2 separate regions of the Sus scrofa genome follow, and region 1 is linked to region 2. Evidence: chromatin contacts called from public Hi-C data. All regions are on one chromosome and are shown on one strand. The core of a region is the stretch at or near the end of the contact, and the rest is flanking DNA. Distances in the headings are between cores, read along the strand shown. Region 1 has its middle 30 kb from the start of MRLC2. Region 2 has its middle 15 kb from the start of TGIF1.

Region 1 (2,700 bases), core at 104-2,603, 160 kb after region 2:
ACTATGTGGGGAGAAGAGAGAGGGAGCTGAATTCAAGGGCAATTTTATTTTTATGTTTTTATTTTATTTTATTTATTTATTTATTTATTTATTTTTTGTCTTTTTGCTATTTCTTGGGCCGCTCCCACGGCATATGGAGGTTCCCAGGCTAGGTGTCGAATCGGAGCTGTAGCCACCAGCCTACGCCAGAGCCACAGCAACGCGGGATCCGAGCCGCGTCTGCAACCTACACCACAGCTCACGGCAACGCCGGATCGTCAACCCACTGAGCAAGGGCAGGGACTGAACCCGCAACTTCATGGTTCCTAGTCGGATTCGTTAACCACTGCGCCACGACGGGAACTCCTATTTTTTTATTTAAAAAATTTTTGGCTATGCCCATGGCATGGGGAACATCCTAGGCCAGGGATCGAACCCACACCACAGCACCAGAGCCATAGCAGTAACAATGCCAGGTCCTTAACGTACTGAGCCACCCGGGAACTCCACAAGGGCAATTTTAAGACAAAGGAAAAAGCTCTTGAGTTGGGTAGAGCAGCCAAGGCTACTGTCTGATCAGCCAGGTGAGAAGGACCCAGTGGAGGCTAGAAAGAGCCTGGAGTGGGAGGCTGCTGCTGCCCCACCGGCTGAGGTACCTCAGGGAGACTTGGGAGATGAGGGCCTTAGTCTTCCAGTCTGAGAAGTGGAAGCTTCTCTCTCAAGACACCTTTCAACAAGTGGACCCTCCTCTCAACTGTTTATAAGTGGGTAGGGACCTGACATGGATAACACACTGGATTTCTTTAACTGCCTCTAAAATAAGCAGGAAATCTTGAATATTTTCCATATAACTCTTAATATGGAGGTTTTTCTTTTTCATGTGTTTACTTGTGTTCTCAGCCATGTGACTGGCTGCCAGGAAGGCAAACGATGGTAGCGCTGAGATGCTAGTGAGTATCATGTCAGAGCAGGCATTTCTCAGAAACCATGTGTGACCTCTTCAGTGAGCTGCTGGGACATCAGCCATGGTAGCCCTGGCACAGACACGGATGGACACAGCCATGCTTGGGATTCTGGTGACAGGAGAAACCTAACCTTTACGACTTGCACCATCCAGGGCTGGAGAGTGGATTCAGAATCTCTGTATCACCCGCAACACGCGGACAAATATCCACTTCCGGAAATAATCACTGAATAAAAAGATCACACATAAAAGGGGAACTTGAGCAAAGTACAACAAGCACAACCTCCTAAGTGAGTCACTGTCAATTTATACTCCGATGATTACAAAAAGTGAATCAAGCATTCAGATTTACTTTTGCTGTGCTGGTTGGCAATGTCTGGCAGGAAAAATGCATCGTCATTGTGCTCATTCAGAACAAGCGGCTGAAAGGAAGTACTGTGCACCGGGAGCAAAAACCAACGGCGGGAGAAGTGGGGCTGGTAAAAGATTAGGATGGCTTCCCGCAGGATGCGCTGAAACACATTTTTGTACTGAAACACACCCACTCAAACATCCGCCAGGCTACTTCTGGTATCCTCTGCCAAAACACCTCGGATCTGTCTACTTCATTTTGATTCTGATGGTATTTCCAAGAGGTAGACAAGGCGGGCAACAGCTGCGCTAAAAACAGTCTCATGGTCATTTGTGTTTAGGCTGATCTTACTTAGCTTAGGCTGTGTGACTTACTGGTTTATTGTGTAAATGCAACCACTGCTAGAAATAGTTCTCAACAGTCCTGAGGTAGTACTAGCATTCATATAGAGAGTGTGATTTTACAAAATGTTTTCATACACATCCACTGGCTCTGTGCCTCCACCCTTGCCCCCAGGGCAACACCCGTGGCATATGGGAGTTTCCAGGCTAGGGGTCTAATCGGAGCTACAGTTGCCAGCCTATACCGCAGTGACAGCAACATGGGATCAGGAGCCACGTCTGTGACCTACATCACAGCTCAGGCAATGATGGATCCTTGATTCACTGAGCAAGGCCAGGGATGGAACCCATGTCCTCATGGATACTAGTTGGATTGGTTCAGCTGTGCCACAACAAGAATTCCCTCTATGCTTGTCTTTTCATCTCAAAAATAGCACTGCTGTGGTGCTGGTTCGATCCCTGGCCTGAGAACTTTCCTGACACTATCAAAACACTCAATAATTGTAAATGAATGAATGGATGAATGCAGCATTGTAAAAAGAAGACTTAGAGATTGTTCCCTGCATTTTGGGGTTCAAAAATAGTATGAATTTCACTGTAATAGATTTTATCATCCATTCTTCCCCTTTAGGAAACAATACTGACAAAGTTACAGCATTTTGGGGACTGATGCTTTCTGCATATTTTTATTCATGATTTTTGACTCAACTTCATGAAGAAGTTACTACAGTACCAAGGATTATAGTGCCATCTAGTGACACTTCTAGTTATTGTGTCTAAAAGTGCATATGACAACATCTGCTCTAAGAGGTTCACCTAAAAGATTGGGTGTGCTGTGTGCAGTATGTGATCTTTGCCATTTTTCTGTCCAAGAAAACTTTTCTCAAAATTTCAGTATGTGATAAACCTTCTCATCCTCACTCATATTTCCCAGATGACATACTTACTGAGCCTATTCAGACTAGATTTTCAATAGTTTATATTTCAAAGAATGTGTTTATTTTTAAGACCTTTTGATTTTGAGATGAAACACTGATATATTTATTTTTAGGGATAAATGATAT
Region 2 (2,700 bases), core at 93-2,592:
TAGGTTGCAGGCGCGGCTCGGATCCCGCGTTGCCGTGGCTCTGGCGTAGGCCGGTGGCTACAGCTCCGATTCAGCCCCTAGCCTGGGAACCTCCATATGCCGCGGGAGTGGCCCAAGAAATAGCAACAACAACAACAAAAGACAAAAAAAAAAAAAAAGAATAAAGCACTTTTAAAAGTCCAAATGCAGATGCATAAAATCCTGGAGGTCAAAATTGTCTGGGCCTCCAAAGGGAAATAAAGGCCAAGGACTGGTAACTAGTATGGGCTTATAATTAAATGTAGAAAGGATGAGAAGCCAATAAAGTTTTCATTAAAAAATTTTAAAAGACCGGATATTATCTAGTCTTTCATCCTTAAACATAAGTGTGTCTTGGTCAGGAACATTCCCATATGGTTTTTTTTGTTTTGTTTTGTTTTTGCTTTTTAGGGCTGCACTGGCGGTATACGGAGGTTCCCAGGCTAGGGGTCTAATCAGAGCTAGAGCCGCCGGCATACACCACAGCCACAGCAACATCAGATCCAAGGCAAGTCTACGACCTACATACACCACAGTTCACAGCAACGCTGGATCCTTAACCCACTGAACGAGGCCAGGGATTGAACCCGCAGCCTAATGGTTCCTAGTTGGATTCATTTCTTCTGTGCCACGACAGGAACTCCCCCATATGTTTGTAATTCAGAATTCCCAGCCCTTGACCTGAGCCCGGTTAACATCATCCAAACCTGTTATCTCATTGCCATCATTTTTTTTTTTTGTCGTCTTTTTAGGGTTTCACCCACAGCAAATGGAAGTTCCCAGGCTAGGGGTCAAATCAGAGCTGTAGCAGCCAGCCTACACCACAGCCACAGCAATGCCAGACCGTTAACCCACTGAGCAAGGCTAGGGATTGAACCTGCTTCCTCATGGATACTAGTCAGATTCCTTTCTGCTGAGCTACCACGAACTCCTCTCATTGCCATCTGGATGGCAGAATATATCACACTTAGCTGATTTGCTGATAAGAGTTCCCCTCAACAGGACTCTTTCTCCTTGTTACCTCCAGCATCAGGCCCGCAGACACTGGTTTACATACGGCATCAGTGTCATTGCACAGGAGCTGAAGAGCCCTGATCCTCCTTTGGTATCGATTTGAATTACAAAGAGAGACCCCCCGCCCCCCAACTGTCCGTTTAACATTGGGACACCAAGTGTTATCATGGAAAACGCCCTTCAGTGGAAGAAAACAGGCTGTTGTGTGAGCCCAGCGAGCAGACGCAGAAACAGGAAGGCTGAGATTAGTGTCTGCTTTACAGTTCTTTTGATGTATCCCGAGCCAACTGGGAAAGCCGGTGAGGCCGAGAGAGCGGATCAAAGGTGCCTCTGTAGGTTCAAATTAACGGGGAGTTGGCGAATCAGGGCAGCGCCTGCTTGCACATAGCAACACATCTCACCAAATAAAGTTAATCTTTTAGTCAAGCTTAGAAGTGGCCGTTCTTCTAAAAAACTTACACAGGCAAGCTTTGTTCTTGCTACCTCTTAAGTCTCTGAAGGGAAAATAATGTTCTGCCTTATTTTTTTTTTTTTCCCATGGAGATACTTATTTTATTATTACTAAAAAAATTTCGTTTTAAACCTGATCTTTCCCCCATGGTGTAGATCATGTAAGAGCTCTGGCTCTAATCAGCGCACAGAGCCCTGTTTCACAAACGGTTGGATGTCTGGGGGGTCGGAGGAAAGGATGGCATTGTCATATATCTTCTCTTGCCTTTTAAAACTTCGGGAGTTATTCATTGAAGCTGTATCTCCCCAGAGCAGTCTTTCATCTCTATTTGGGGAAATTCAGCGTCAAAGACATTTTCTGTACAGAGGAAACTGAAAGGAGCAGTAGAGTAACTGTAGCCACTAGAATGAGTCTTAAGATTCTCACAGTCAAAATAAAAAACAGAAACCTACTAAAAAAAGGTACCAGGCTAAGGTCACGGGCTCAGAAAGCTGACACTTAGAAAGGGAAATGAAATACATTGAATAACAGATTAAGTGTTAAGACTTACACAGAGAAGCTACAAAACAGATTTCTTGGCATTGGAGAGTTCATTATTTCGGGTTCTGGCTAGTCATAAGGTTCAGGAAGCCAGGAGGATGTGTCAAATCCTGCAAGTCAGCCTGAGAAACAGACGTGGCCGAAGGGAAATGGAGTGGGGGAGGGGAGGGGCATTCGCTAGAAGGGTAATTGGAGGTTCTCGAAAGATAAAACTTGTATAGATCAGCTGTCAAAGCAACCATCCAATCTTTACTGAACAGACTGATAAAAATGGGACAGTTCCAATGTGCTTCATTTCAGGCATTTTGAGTGGAAAACTGTGAACTTGCAGAATCACGCAGCGAATGTGGGCTCTTCTACCTGGTAACCACAACAAGCTGAACTGAGATGAGTCTGTTTCCTGTGCTACACAATGGGAATAACATCTCTCATTCAGGTTGTGAGGACAAAGTGGGATATGCCCCCAAAGTGTTCAATAACTATTGCAATAATAATATAATAACAAAGTGTTCAATACAAATTCTATCTTCTGTTCCAAATCAATCTAACATTTTTCATTTCAATACTGGATTTCCAGATGCTACCAGAAAACATTACAATTGGAAAGATTATTGATTAGAGATTTTAAAATAAGTGATGCCCCAGATTGTGAAGATTTACTGTACAGATAGGTTGGG

Evidence for each region. A called contact is a pair of places that touch in the nucleus more often than the background predicts.
Region 1: a Hi-C map of retroperitoneal adipose tissue shows a contact between it and region 2, with 1.7 times the contacts expected there. The contact joins two enhancer-like sites. A contact is called at or near these places in 7 of 47 Hi-C or Micro-C datasets (epiblast stem cells, fetal heart ventricle, heart right ventricle and 4 more) and 1 of 2 datasets of contacts at active chromatin or transcription factors (alveolar macrophages).

The regions. Positions count from the first base shown.
Region 1 is chr6:103,377,863-103,380,562 of Sscrofa11.1, forward strand. No RefSeq gene overlaps it. Among named protein-coding and RNA genes, the nearest start is that of MRLC2, 30 kb to the right of the region's middle. Within about 2 kb of position 1,354, at least 14 of the 83 cell types and tissues checked have an H3K27ac peak or open chromatin away from gene starts, as enhancers often do. A contact at or near this core is called in alveolar macrophages and retroperitoneal adipose tissue, where this site is marked.
Region 2 is chr6:103,217,964-103,220,663 of Sscrofa11.1, forward strand. No RefSeq gene overlaps it. Among named protein-coding and RNA genes, the nearest start is that of TGIF1, 15 kb to the right of the region's middle. Within about 2 kb of position 1,343, at least 31 of the 83 cell types and tissues checked have an H3K27ac peak or open chromatin away from gene starts, as enhancers often do. A contact at or near this core is called in alveolar macrophages and retroperitoneal adipose tissue, where this site is marked.